Regions from separate parts of the Sus scrofa genome. Here region 1 is linked to region 2. A link is a contact called in public HiChIP or PLAC-seq data. All regions are on one chromosome and are shown on one strand. Each heading gives the region's core, a stretch centred on a gene start, on an enhancer-like site or on the middle of the called end of the contact. The rest is flanking DNA. Distances are from core to core; before and after follow the strand shown.

Region 1 (3,477 bases), core at 203-2,702, 98 kb before region 2:
GCCCTTAGGATGAGTTCCTGAATGTTCCCTGGCAGAGCTAGATTGGGAGTAGGTGTCCCACCACAGGGGGTGGCAAGAAGGTACAAAGGACAGGAAGGCTGAAACCCCCAGTGTGTCACACAGGACTCTTCACAGGTAAGGAGAGAAGAACAGCTCACTGGGCATCCCCTTCATTCCTCCAGCCCTCTCCCACTGGGCCTCGCCCTGGACAGAGACAGATAAAAACATTTTACTTAAAAATATAAAACTGGTCTGACTGCTCCTAACTGTTCCCACCCCCAATTACCTCCAAAAAGAACTGTAAAAAATGGGTAGGGGCATGCGCACAGCTGTCTCGGCTCTAAGGACTCCAGGAGGAAAGGACCCTCCTTTCCCCTTTTCATACAGTCAAGACACTGGTGCTTTGCCCTTCCTTCCCCCAAGATATCACAGGCGATACAGTTTCAGAGGAAAGAGGGAGGGGAAAGGTGGAAAAGAGAGCTATCAGTTGCCACTCTCTATTCGTATCTCCAGGGACCAAATAAGTTATCTGGATTCTGATCAAATGATTTGATTATTCACAAAACCAAATAGTAGGGAGGAGTTACTCTCTGTACCCTAAATCAAGAAAGATATGAGGGTCCAAGGTATTGTTCAGGGTCCTTCTTCAGTATATAGCCTCATCCATATTGTCATCACTGTCACCCCCAAAGTCCTCTCCATTGTCAAAATATGACATGATGTAATCAGTTTCCTGAAATAGAAAAACAGGAAGGAAGGTCAGGTATATTTTCAGTGTTCCACTTCGTCCCTGTGCACCAGTCTCCTTTCCTCTCAATATCCCCGTTCTGGGGCTGAGAGGGCCCTTCAAGCTGTAGTTCACTCTTGAGAAGTGCCCAGGGGCAGATAAAGTGGAGGGCACTATCTTTTGGAGGCACTATCTCCTTTGGTCCTCCAGCCCTCTGAAGAGACCACCCCTGGTGGACAAGGTTGAGATTCCTCAGAGCTCATGAGCAGAAGAGAGGGGGTCCCCTGAGAGTGAAAGGAGGTCCCCATCACCTCTTCATGCTCTTCTTCGTCATACTCCTCTTCCTCTTCCTCTTCTTTCTCTTCTTCTTCTTCTTTCTCTTCGTCTTCCTCTGAAGTTACTTCTTCCTCCTTCTTCTCCAGGGTCTGTGTGAGGATGAAGAGGAAGAGAAATTCAGACACAGCCACATAAGAAAAAAATCGAGGCACACACGGGCCAAAGGAGAGGAATGAATCTGGGGTCCAAGTGATCTCAATGCGCATTGCTTCCTTACCTCTAGTTTCTGTATTGTTTCCTCCTTATCCTCTGTGGTCTTAAGGGGCCTCTTGGGAAGTAGAATGGTGGTCCCTGGTGAGAGGATCAAAAGGTGAACCTTCAGAGAGTAAACTTCCTTGTTAACTGGTCTACCACACCCTCTTGCACAGACCATGTCACTCTGCTGCCCTCATGTGGCCACCATGGCATCCAGCAACAATACTGGGTAGACGGGATAGGCCCTGGGAGAGCAGCCTTGGCCCTCCACCTGATGAAGGAAACCTCTCCTCTCCCTCCTTTTTCCCAGATACACTCACGTTCCTTCTGTATCTTCCGCACTCGGATCTTTAGCTCCCTGGGTAGACGTCGCCAATCTAGGAAGAGCAGGAACATAAAAGTCAGGCAGACTCTGTCTGCGGGTCTCCTATGAATGAGGACTCCTTTTTTTTTTTTGGTCCTTTTAGAGCCGCACCCGGACATATGGAGGTTCCTAGGCTAGGGGTCGAATCTGAGGTGTAGCTGCCGGCCTATGCCGCGCCACGCGGGCTTGAACTGCGTCTGTAACCACAACTCAGGGCAACACCAGATCCTTAACCCATTGAGCAAGGCCGGGGATCAAAATGGGTCCTCATGGATACTACTCAGGTTCATTAACCATTGAGCCACGACGGGAACTCCTGATGACTCTTTTTAACGGAGAGATAAGATCAGGGTAAGGATGAGGAAAGAAGTTTTGCTTCAGAGTTGCCTGGATGCCTGCCGAGCAGTGGGGTTACTTCATGGGTTTTAGGTAGAGTCTGAGAGTGTTTGGGAGCACGTCTGAGGTTCCTGAATAGGGTGGAGGTGGGGGCAGAGGAGGGTGGAGAAGACGGTGGTGGCTTGAGGCTTGAGGCATTTCAAACATTTGAAAGAAGGGAAGTTGGCGAAAGGCCCCATCACCTACCGGGGTTCCAGTCGATGGCACTGTCAACTGGCCCTGACATCTGATACTTGTCTGAGTAACGTTCCACATCTGAGGGATCAGAGGTCAAGGGTCAAAGTTTTATCCTTTCAGAGCCCTAGAATAAGATTGTTCCTGAGGGCGCAATCCTCTCATAACTCAAACATTGTCTGCTCCCTCACCCCAGACCCAGAGCCCAGAAGGTCAGCTTCAGCGAGGACATTCAACACTCTTCTAACCCGGCCTTCTGCCACCAGATTACAATGTTTTTATCTCCCTTAACCAGAGGCATGGCTATGTGGACTGGTAGTGTGGTACAGTTGAAAGCATACTAGAGCAAGAAACTAGGGTTTCAGTCTTCCCTTTACTCTTTGTCAATGGGACTAACTTAGGCAAGTCTTTTATCACTCTGAGCTTTACTTACTAGGGCTTTAGTAGGAAAGCACAAGTTGTCAATATACTGAAATACTGTACTGCCACACCCACTGGTAAATATCCACTATCCCAAGCCTCCCAAAGGTGCCCCCTTCTCCAGTCCGTCCTGGTCGCCCTGACATCTCCCAGATCCACAAACCAGAGGGGTAATCTTAATTAGCAGGGCTTCTCAGAGACCCCTTCTCAACCCCTTCTGACTGGTTGGTGCCTGCAATACCCAGAGTGTTAAAATTTTTTATACATCTTCACATTTATACCTGTAAAATGGGCAGTTTTATAATAACCTCCTACTGTCCAAGACTATTGTGAGGCTCAAAACAAACCATGGACACTTCCATGCATTGCAAACACAGGGGTAATTGTTATAGCTCCCTAGTTAGGCGATGAGCTTCCTGTGCCTCTTCTGGCCTCTCTGGGCCTCAGTGGTGTTATGTACAGGGCACTACTCATGGAAGACACTTGGAACCTGATTCCAGCATTCCAACTGACCTCTTTTGGGGACAGCAGGCCGGATGAAGTAGGGGAGCTGCCTCATGGCCCCTCGTAGCTCCTGCTTCAGTGCCAGGACATATTCCCCTTCCTCTCCTGAGGGCAGAGGCACTGGGCGGAACTCCAAGGGCTAAGGAGGCAGAGGCAATGGTCAGATCAGGGAGAAAATCTGGGAGGGCCTCTCCTCTCCTCACAATTCAAGCCAATGCTCCTACTGAGCAGAGGACCAAAGGGAAATGGGGGAGCAACACAGCATTTTGAAAGCTGGGGAGCTGAGAGTGTAAGAAATAAGGGTAGACACTACCTCGTCTGCAGAACATCCCACGGAAGCTGAGAGTGTAGAGACGGGTTG
Region 2 (3,195 bases), core at 580-3,079:
CCAAAATCTGGGGTTGTGGTTTGGTGGCCCCCACACTGGTCCCTCCCAATTCCTTCTCTCAGCCCACCCCCTGCTGGGTTATGCTGGGTCAGGTGGCAGCGGTTTGGCAGGAAATAAACTGACTGGGCCGAGAGAAGAGTGGGGAGGGGCTGCTGTGGAAGACGGGGGAGGGGTGGGAGCAGATTGGGGATGCAGAGCCCAGCTCCTGGGTTTGGCCAGGAAAAGCAAGAAAAGAGATTAGATCCTAGAGAAGATGAAGGTCAACTTTAGGGTTTGTGTGTGTATGGATGGGCACAGGACTACTGTAAGGCTGGGAGAATGAAGAGAGGAATTGAAGGGGGAAAAGAAGTGTGCAGCTGCCGGAAGAAGAGCATCAAATGGTCCAGGTTATGTCTATTAAGGGGAACACAGAGTTCCCTGGTGGTTCAGCGGGTTGAGGATCCTGTGTTGTCACTGCTGTGCCCCTGTTTCCATGCCTGGCATGGGAACTTCTGCATGCTGTGAGTGTGGCTGAAAAAAAAGAGGGGAACAGAACCTCTCTTCCTTCCTGCTCTTAGAGTTACCAAAGAATAGAAAAGGACTGTAGTTCCTGAACCTGACTAGTATCCATGAGGATGCGGGTTTGATCCCTGGCCTCGCTCAGTGGGTTAAGGATCTGGCGTTGCTATGAGCTGTGGTGTAGGTTGCAGACGTGGCTCAGATCCTGCCTTGCTGTGGCTGTGGCGCAGGCCGGCAGCTGTAGCTCTGATTGGATCCCTAGCCTGGGAACCTTCATATGCTGCAAGTGCAGCCCTAAAAGGCAAAAAAAAAAAAAAAAAAAAAAAAAAAAGACTGTAATATTCCCTATTATATATGCAGTGTGCGGTGGGAAGAATGAAGTGACTGCTGAAAAGGTCCAGAGAGGAGGAGGGTCATTTTGCTAAGTTCAAGTATGAGTCAGGAAACAGCTCTGGTAATGGAAGCCAGGTCTTTGGCTTCCTCTGGGGCTCCTGGAAGCTGATCCCAGGACGGCTGAGCTGTGGGAATGGTCAGTGATGTTCGTGTTAACATGAAGTGGAAACTATTCCAGCCCCTGGTCTTCCTAGGCAATGGCCCTCTATTCAGCTCCATAAACTGTTACAACCTCAAGCCCTGAAATTTTCCCAAGAAATCGTTCTTTCCAGAAGTAACTATAGTCTTAATGTTCCCCTCTTTCCTTCTGGGCTGTTTAGTGGGACTTCAGTAGGGACTTATATTCCTGCTTCACTTCCCCTTGTTCTCTAGGCTTCAGCTGTAGGAGTGTATGTGTGAGAGAAGGTGGGGCTTGCAGAGCCATGATGGGGTTCAGACTACGTTTTTGAATGCCCTCAATCTGAAACTTGGTCCTGATCTGCAGGTTCCCTCCTCTGGTAACATTAATTTAATAAGCTGATATTTAAAGGGCCTACTATGTGCCAGGCACTGGATATAGAGAGAGCTTGCATGCAGGCTCAGATTCAGATGCTCTTCTTCCTAGTTATATGTTATCTTGTAGGGATGCTGAAACTTATAACCTCAGTTAAATTTTTTTTCCCCTTGTCATTTGTTTTTATTGGGATATAGGGGGTGGGTTGGGAAATATCTCTGTGGGTTATGCCCCATCAGGAAAATGTCCATTCTAATCTCCCTTGGATTTTGGAACTTTTTCTTGGAGCTGCTGCTCTTGCTGCCAACAGCCTCTTCAGGTTTACTGCTGAGAGGCTTCTCCTTGGAAGGGAAGTTCCTCTTTTCTTTGGGGACTCTAACTGTAAAAGAGATCCCTCCTTTATGAAATCAATAGGAATCAAGGTGTGGTTTTCTTCTTTTACATTTTTACAGCTTTATTAGGGTATAACTGGCATACAATAAACTGCATGTAACATGTACAGTTTGATACATTTTGACATATGTACACACCCATTAAAAACCACACCATCAAGATACTGAGTATATCCATCACTCCCAAAGAGTTCCCCCATCTGTTTCTTAAATCCTCTCTATTTTCCTTCCCCTAAAATCACTAAAAGTTCTAGAAGATAACAAACGAGTCCATAATAACTTTAAAATTATTTTTTTGGCTGCACCTGTGGCATGTGGAAGTTCCTGGGCCAGGGATCAAATCTGTGCTGTAAGTTGCTGTACCACAGCTGCAACCTGCACCACAGCTGCAGCAATACTGGATCCTTAACTCACTCCACCACAAGGGAACTTCCATAGTTACTTTTGACTTAGAGAACTTAACAGAACAACAACAACAAAAAAAAGAGCTCAGGCCTGATGGAGACTCAAGTGTTAGAGGGAGCAGGTGGGACTTAGAACCAAATAACTGAGCTTAATTCTGCACTACGGAGCAGCAAGGAAAGAACCTGAGTGTCAGGAGAGGGTGGACATCCTTCCTAGGGATAAAATCCACAAAGTAGTTAGGCACTGTCCAGTTCAGCAGGTACCTGGGGATACTGGCAGCCTGGCACCTTCAGTCATAGAGCTGTGGAGTCGCTCAGGGAAGGATTATACTGAATGTTTAAGCTAAATGAGAGGATTATCCATATTATTTATTAGAGCACTCTTTTTGTATGCCAATTATTGGTTTAACCATCTTGTTGCTGATGCTTGGCTGACAACTCCTGCAAGGGTTTTATGTTCTCAGCACCTAACAATCTCTGAACAGCATTCAAATATTACACAAATAACTATCACTGATGTCCCAGCCAACCAAGTATAAAAGGTTATGAGTTTTTCCAGTACCTAGTTTGAGTAAACTGCTCTAAATGTGGTACTTTCAAGGGACCTGCCCACGCGTGATTAGTTTAGTTGAGAATGGGACCTCTGGAAGGTCTAACACTTTGGAGGAAGGAGAGTAGGCAGTTCAGAGAGTGGCAGGTGACATTCTGGGGAAAGAAAACCTCCGTTCTATTCACCTTCAATCACAAAAAAGGTGTGGGGGTCTCTGGTGACAATCTGTGTATTTGAGGTAGGGGGTAGGGGACCACAGATAGAGTTAGGGTTTAGGTACACTTTGGGTTTTAGCAGCCTGGGTTTTCTTTCTCCGAGGGAGAGGGCCTCACTCTAAGTAGGAACCTCTTTATGCTATCAGATTCCCGGTCCGCACTGTCTTGTTTGCAGCATGCCTCCACCCCAAGCGCATACACGAGCTTCCAGGGGTCAAAGCGGTAGTGAGAAATGTCGAGATACAAGAAC

Evidence for each region. HiChIP or PLAC-seq counts read pairs in DNA pulled down with a chosen protein or histone mark.
Region 1: an H3K27ac HiChIP or PLAC-seq map of alveolar macrophages shows a contact between it and region 2. The contact joins the enhancer-like site here to the promoter of PIAS3 in region 2. A contact is called at or near these places in 1 of 5 promoter capture datasets (liver), 5 of 47 Hi-C or Micro-C datasets (blood, embryonic fibroblasts, heart right ventricle and 2 more) and 2 of 2 datasets of contacts at active chromatin or transcription factors (alveolar macrophages and skeletal muscle).

What each region holds. Positions count from the first base shown.
Region 1 is chr4:99,364,094-99,367,570 of Sscrofa11.1, forward strand. It overlaps POLR3GL (DNA-directed RNA polymerase III subunit RPC7-like), which reads right to left. Exons shown (of 10, transcript XR_002343450.1): 4 at 3,126-3,255; 5 at 2,205-2,273; 6 at 1,579-1,635; 7 at 1,281-1,354; 8 at 1,039-1,152; 9 at 597-733; 10 at 1-204. Among named protein-coding and RNA genes, the nearest start is that of ANKRD34A, 12 kb to the right of the region's middle. Within about 2 kb of position 1,453, at least 39 of the 83 cell types and tissues checked have an H3K27ac peak or open chromatin away from gene starts, as enhancers often do. A contact at or near this core is called in alveolar macrophages and liver, where this site is marked.
Region 2 is chr4:99,461,589-99,464,783 of Sscrofa11.1, forward strand. PIAS3 (E3 SUMO-protein ligase PIAS3) reads left to right here and starts at 1,830. Exons shown (of 14, transcript XM_005663531.3): 1 at 1,830-3,195.